Linked DNA regions of Sus scrofa: region 1 is linked to region 2. Evidence: chromatin contacts called from public Hi-C data. All regions are on one chromosome and are shown on one strand. The core of a region is the stretch at or near the end of the contact, and the rest is flanking DNA. Distances in the headings are between cores, read along the strand shown. Region 1 has its middle 130 kb from the start of JAG1. Region 2 holds the start of JAG1 (protein jagged-1).

Evidence for each region. A called contact is a pair of places that touch in the nucleus more often than the background predicts.
Region 1: a contact with region 2 is called in a Hi-C map of subcutaneous adipose tissue, with 1.7 times the contacts expected there. The contact joins the enhancer-like site here to the promoter of JAG1 in region 2. A contact is called at or near these places in 5 of 47 Hi-C or Micro-C datasets (alveolar macrophages, fetal heart ventricle, heart right ventricle and 2 more) and 1 of 2 datasets of contacts at active chromatin or transcription factors (skeletal muscle).

Annotation. Positions count from the first base shown.
Region 1 is chr17:19,754,349-19,757,588 of Sscrofa11.1, reverse strand. No RefSeq gene overlaps it. Among named protein-coding and RNA genes, the nearest start is that of JAG1, 130 kb to the right of the region's middle. Within about 2 kb of position 1,853, at least 11 of the 83 cell types and tissues checked have an H3K27ac peak or open chromatin away from gene starts, as enhancers often do. A contact at or near this core is called in subcutaneous adipose tissue, where this site is marked.
Region 2 is chr17:19,627,925-19,631,085 of Sscrofa11.1, reverse strand. JAG1 (protein jagged-1) reads left to right here and starts at 1,427. Exons shown (of 26, transcript XM_005672699.3): 1 at 1,427-2,023; 2 at 2,435-2,740. The coding sequence starts at 1,943.

The DNA of each region.
Region 1 (3,240 bases), core at 604-3,103, 130 kb before region 2:
TTCTACAATGCTAGAGAAAGCTACAGCCATGATTGGGGGGGGGGTGCCTGATGGACAGAGGCTGGGCACTGTCAAAACCACAGCCAGGTGGGGTGGAGACGAAGAAGAAATACCCCAACTCCTCTCGCTGCCCTTGTCTGATCTCCTGCCAATGCTTCCCATTGGCTGAACCTAAGAGGAAACAAAAACACTGGAGCACAGACAAGACAGTTTATAGAGGTCAGGGCACATAGCAGGGCAAAAAGAACAGAGAGGGGCAAATGGAGATGTGGAGGGGCAATGTCCCCTATGGAACCATGTTTGATGTCACAGGACCCTGTTGGCTGAGCTACTGAAGACGGTCTCCGGGATCGGATCCTGAGCCCAAGGCAACCATCCACACACTGAGGCAGCTTTGGGGAAGCCTGGCAATGGGAACCCTGACCAAGAGGGGCCCCTATTTGGTGGTAACCTCCTGACTCTCTCTACTGGGGAAGTCTGAATATAAGATAGGGACAAGGAAAGAGAGAGCAGTAGGAAGAGGAGAGAAAAGAAAAAGCCATGGAGGCAGAGGGGAGATAGACATACCCAGATGAGGAGACAAGAAGAAATGGTGCCATGAATATGGCAAGGCCTCTCATGAGGGGCTGCCTTCCCCTGCGTGGTGACCATCTGTCACATTTCCTTAAATGCTCGTGTCTCCTGTAGTAATCCCTGATCAGCCATGTAACCTGAGCCTACCTTTGATCCTTACAACCTGAGTGGCTTCAACCAGCAACACTCAACTTCCCTGATTTTACAGTTGAGCTAATTGAACAGAAGAATGAAGAATATACCCGAGCTGACACAGAAAATAAGTACCAACAAAGGAATTCAAATCTGGTTGCATCTGTCACAAGTTCATGGACTCTCCATTGAGCCATACTGCCAGCTGCCACACAAGACAGAGTTGTCCAAATAACAGAAGCAATGGACAGTATTCTGATTTTTTCCCAAGAAAATCTCCCAGGATTGTAGAATTTCTGCCTCTCCCAGTTGATAAAGGCCCATGTTTGATTTTTGGTTTTTTTTTTGTTTTGTTTTGTTTTGAATGGAGACAGGCCTTTAAGAGCTATTCATAATGGTCTGCCTAACTGGTGGTAACCTCCTGACCATCTTAGGGATGTTGGTAGATGTTCCTGGCTAAAAAGTCTTTCTGGAATATAAGAGATATTTCATGAGTTTCCATTTCCTTTCCCAGGTCCCTCGAGACCTAAATGTGACCAAGACATACTGGGAACAGTGTGTGACACTTCTTCCGCAACAAACAACACTTGAACTTAGGACAGACAGCAACTATTTCCATTATATGCAAAATAAAAAAAAAAAAACTGCTTCTTCCATTGCTTCAGCTGGTAGAAGTCACAGAAGTAACAGAACCATAATTAGTGACATAACTAATGGAATCAAAAGTGAGCAATCAGAAAACTGGTGGGCAACCGAGGTCTGGGAAGTGTGTGGAGGAGGTGTCAAGGTCTGCTGAAGACCTGCCTCGTGGAGGCTTATATTCCAAGACAGCGCAAGCGTGCGCTCCATAATCCCCAAACGATCCTCTTTTTTGGTCTTGTCATTAATTTGAAGGGAAAGTTCATTTCCACAGGTCAAGCTCCGCAGTGAACACTGAGAATCCAGTTCAGTGGTGGAAAAAGCTCTAGAATGTTTTTCCACATTCAAACCAGGGCTTCCTTATCAAGTTCATCAAAGCGTTTTCAAAAAATACAAATGTCTTACCAATTTGCCCAGGAAGAATAAATCTTCACAGCCACCTCAAAGGCTTGACAACTTGATTTTCATTGTGTGGAGCTGGGTGGGTCCCCCTGCACTGGGCTTCCTAAAGAGACCCAGCCCTTCTCCGCAGAGTCTCCAAGCCCGGCCACTCCAGCCAGTGTGATCAAAGAGGGAGGAAAGCCGAGCCGCTGAGCCTCGAGGAATAAAGCTAAAACAACAGATTTGTTTCTTGGCTTCTCTCTTAAATATGCTTGGAGTGTTTAAAGCCCTGTAAGGAAATGCTCTGGGGCCCTGGGTATGAGAGAGACACATCTAAAGCCCTTCCCAAGAGGAAATCTCTCACCTCGGTGGGGTAAATTAGCTCATTAAGAGAAGCCACAAGCAGGCAGGAAACCTGGAAAGTAGGAGCTTTAATTCAAAGCACAGAAAATTATAGATTTCTTTACACATTAAAAAAGCATTTACCTTGGCTAAAAATGAAACGACTTTTCAATGATCACCACATGGTTTAACTCTGCTTTGCTAATTTATATCTATTCACCAGTCTGTCTAGTTGTTTCAGCTACCAGGAAATTCAATTATAGTCAAGAAATCTTTGTTGAACACCTACTATGTGCCTGTGGCTTGTGTAAACACAAACGACAAAAATAGAAGGCAGATGTCTACCTTCTTGTTCATGAAGTAGGACTCGTGTGTATTAAAGACTGTAAGATGTTTGCATTTCACTTTTCCGCAAACACTTAAGAGAGTATTTTTGATAAATAAGGGATTGAGCTCAGATGAGAATAGTGTACAGCGTAATGTTAAAAAGTGCTGCGTTCAGTGGAATCAAGTGCTGAGATGTGTGGAGGGAAGATTGGGTCAAAAAGAAGCAGAGGACTGAAAAAGAAAGGGTAAAATTTCTTTGGAAGGTTTCCTAGAGCAAACAGGACCTGAAATGACCCTGAAGGAGGTCGGCGTGGCCTCTAGAAGATCTGGCTTTGGTCTCTGCTCTGCTGCTGGGATCTCTGATTATTCCAGTTATCTAGGCCTTAATTTCTTCCTTTAGAATAAACATACTTGAATTACAATACTTTTATTCATTCATTCACTATTCAGAACTAACTATCCATCCCAGATGTTTTTGACATTTTAGGATAAAGCCTATGGGCTTGCTTTGACCCAAGGCATGAAAGGAAGGTCTCTGCCCTCCAGGAAGGGCTTAGGCATACATGGCACCAGGATGACCCCTAAAACACGTTACCTCCTTTTAATTTATCAAGCCTTGGAAGTTGGCTCTGTGGAAAAAGCACACAGGATTGGTTAAACCTTGTGGGGAGAAGGGGTAAAGTGTGAAATATGGGGAATTGCAGGAGAAATGCCATGAGGGCTGTTGTTTGGCACCTAATGGGTTCATTTATGGTGATAGGATAAGGTGGGGATGGTGACAAGACTCAAAGAAGTGGAGTGGTTCAGAGGAGAGCTGCCATTCTGCTCAGAGTAAAAAGATTTGAC
Region 2 (3,161 bases), core at 178-2,677:
CAGAGGTCAGTTAGCTGCCTTATTTTATTCCCTGGTGGGATGAGATCTAGTACTGAAAATACTGCCCATATTGACCCACCCATGAAATGTAGTAAGTAAATAACCACCCTTTTATTCTCTAACTCAGCATGTTGGAAAATACTTTCCCTTGACCCCTGCAGCCCATCATGCTTCACATCCAGCCATCATCCAGCCCCTGAAGAATCACTTTTTTTCGGCAGGACGTAGCCAACAGAGGGGCCAAAACTTTGTCCACCTTTCAGTGGAAATTAACCTTTTTTTCTCTAAAGAGATTCCCTCAAACACAGCAGTAGGTCCGCCTAGAGGGCTTGGTGGAGGCGTCGGCCAACCTGCAGGTTTCCCTTTGACCTTGGTTATGACCGAGAGTGTCGCTGTTAATTGCGAGGCTCGCCTCAAGGTAGAAAATAGCATCAGTTTCCACTGCCACCCCAGAGAAGCTAAGTTCTGCTGCCAGGCTCTGGCAGTGAGACAGTCCCTTCCAAGCTCTCTGGCCACCCAGAGCTGCTCGGAGGCCGCCTACAGGTGCAATTCAGGCACTGCGGCCTGGGCGGCGGGACCGGGAGGGTGCGAGCCCTAGCCCATCAGCATCTCTGCCTGGGCAGGACCCCCGCGTGCCCGCTGCCCTCTGGCCTCGTCTGGCTTCCCCTCCTCTGCCCCGGCGCGGTTTGGAAAGGAAGCTGGGAGCCCTCTGAGGCTCCGCAGACTCGGATTTGGGAGGGGGTGGGGCGCGGCCGAGGCTTCCCCTCGAATCTGCGGCCAGCTCGGCTCCGGGAAAGTTTTTCAAAGTTCCCAGCAGCGCCTGCCCAGGTCGCCTCTGCCCGGCAAGCAGACGGCGGCCAGCGCGCCAGCCTCGCCGCCGCCGCTTCTGCCGCCAGCTGCGCGCTCTGGGCGGCTTGCTCACTCGCTCGCGGGAAGCGGGCCGGGCTCCCGGAGGGCAGGCCCTCCTACAGGGGCGAAAGCCGCGGCTGACGCAGGCAGCACGGAAGGCGGAAGCCGCCCCGCTCCGATCGCTCAGGCAGTGCCGAGGCGCCTACACCTGGGGCTCCGACAGGAGGCCAGAGGCGCTCGGCGCGAGGTGCCCAAGGGGGCGGTCCGCGCAGGGGGCCCTGGGCGTCAAACTGGCCCCGCGCGTCCCTGAGCAACGGAGCCTTCATGTTCCTTCCAGCCTCCTGCCCTTCTTCCCGCCTGGACCCAAACACCCGAGGGCAGGGGTCTACGCTGGGCCCTCAGACGTCTACGTGGCCCTGCGCGTCTCCCACCCTCAACCCCTTCTAAGTTCTTTCCAGTACTCCCCCTCCCCATCCTTTGGGAGGGAAGGGGCGTGTCGCTGGTGGTCACGCCCCTCATGAATATTAATAAGCACGCATGCGCCTGTCCTGCGCGCTGGGTAGAGGTGGCCAGCCCCAGCCGCGGCTCCCAGACGGGCTCTCTGAGTCCCTCTCCGAGAGCCGGGCGGGCACGCGTCATTGTGTTACCTGCGGCCGGGCCGCGAGCTGGGCTCGGGTTTTTATTTTTTTATTTTTTTTCCTTCCTCCCCTCCCTCCCTCCTTTCTGAGCAGCTGATCTGAAAGGGAATAAAAGGCTGCGCATAATCATAATAATAAAAGAAGGGGAGCGCGAGAGAAGGAAAGAAAGCCGGGAGGTGGAAGAGGAGGGGGAGCGCCTCAAAGAAGCGATCAGAATAATAAAAGGAGGCCGGGCTCTTTGCCTTCTGGAACGGGCCGCTCTTGAAAGGGCTTTTGAAAAGTGGTGTTGTTTTCCAGTCGTGCATGCTCCAATCGGCGGAGTATATTAGAGCCCGGACGCGGCGGCCGCAGGGGCAGCGGCGACGGCAGCACCGGCGGCAACACCAGCGGCAGCACCAGCGCGAGCAGCAGCGGCGGCGGCGGCGTCCCGAGTGCCCGCGGCGCGCGGTGCAGCGATGCGGTCCCCACGGACGCGCGGCCGGCCCGGGCGCCCCCTGAGCCTCCTGCTCGCCTTGCTCTGCGCCCTGCGAGCCAAGGTAGGAGTCTACCCGGCCCCCCTCCCAGCCCGCCCTCTCGTTTCCCTCGCGGCGCCTGGACGCCTGCGATTGAGCGCCTGTAGCAGCCTCGGGAGCCCCAGGGCTCCTGCTCCTGCCTGGGCCCCTACGCCCGAGAGGCTGCACCTGGGCTGTAGGAGCCCCTGGGCTCCTAAATGTACCCCCAGGCTGGGCAGGGCTTGCTTGCTCCCCGGGAACAGTCGTGTCGGATTTCTCCCACACTCCAGCCTCCTAAGCCCGGGAATCACGTTAAGCCCTTGCACCCAGTTTTGCAAAATTATCTTCACTTGGCGCCAAGGGCTCGTCGGGGCGGGCGGGGAAGGAGTCTCCACTTCCACCCTCGAAGAAAACAACTTTCCCCTGTGCTGACCTCCCTCCCTCCCCTGCCGGCAGGTGTGCTGGGCCTCCGGTCAGTTCGAGTTGGAGATCCTGTCCATGCAGAACGTGAATGGGGAGCTGCAGAACGGGAACTGCTGCGGCGGCGCCCGGAACCCAGGGGACCGCAAGTGCTCCCGCGACGAGTGTGACACGTACTTCAAAGTGTGCCTCAAGGAGTACCAGTGGCGCGTTACGGCCGGGGGGCCCTGCAGCTTCGGCTCGGGGTCCACGCCTGTCATCGGGGGCAACAACTTCAACCTCAAGGCCAGTCGCGGCAACGAACGCAACCGCATCGTGCTGCCTTTCAGTTTCGCCTGGCCGGTGAGTGACTGCCGGGCCGGCCTGGGGTCCGCACCCGCGAGCGGAACCCTGATTTCTCTTGAGAGAGGAGAGGGATTTACAGCGCCTTGGCTGGAAACTCGGCATTAACCCAGGACGTCTTTGGGGTGGGGTGTTAGGGAGCTGAGACTGTGTAGCTAGATCTCAGCAGGCCCCAGTCCCAGTCCTTTTTGCTAAGAGCACACAAGTGAGACCCCAGAGGGGATTGTGGGGCGAGGCTCCCAGGAAGGCCGGTTGAAACTTGCAACTTGAAGGCCCCAGAGTAGCCGCCCGAGCCAGGAGGTCATTATAGATGATCTTTGCTCAACCAATTAAACCTGATGCGCAGTGGAAGGCGGCTCTGCACAATTCTGGCCTTCGAACGCCGTCCAAATTGGCACCTTCCCGTTTCCCGTGAGCAGCC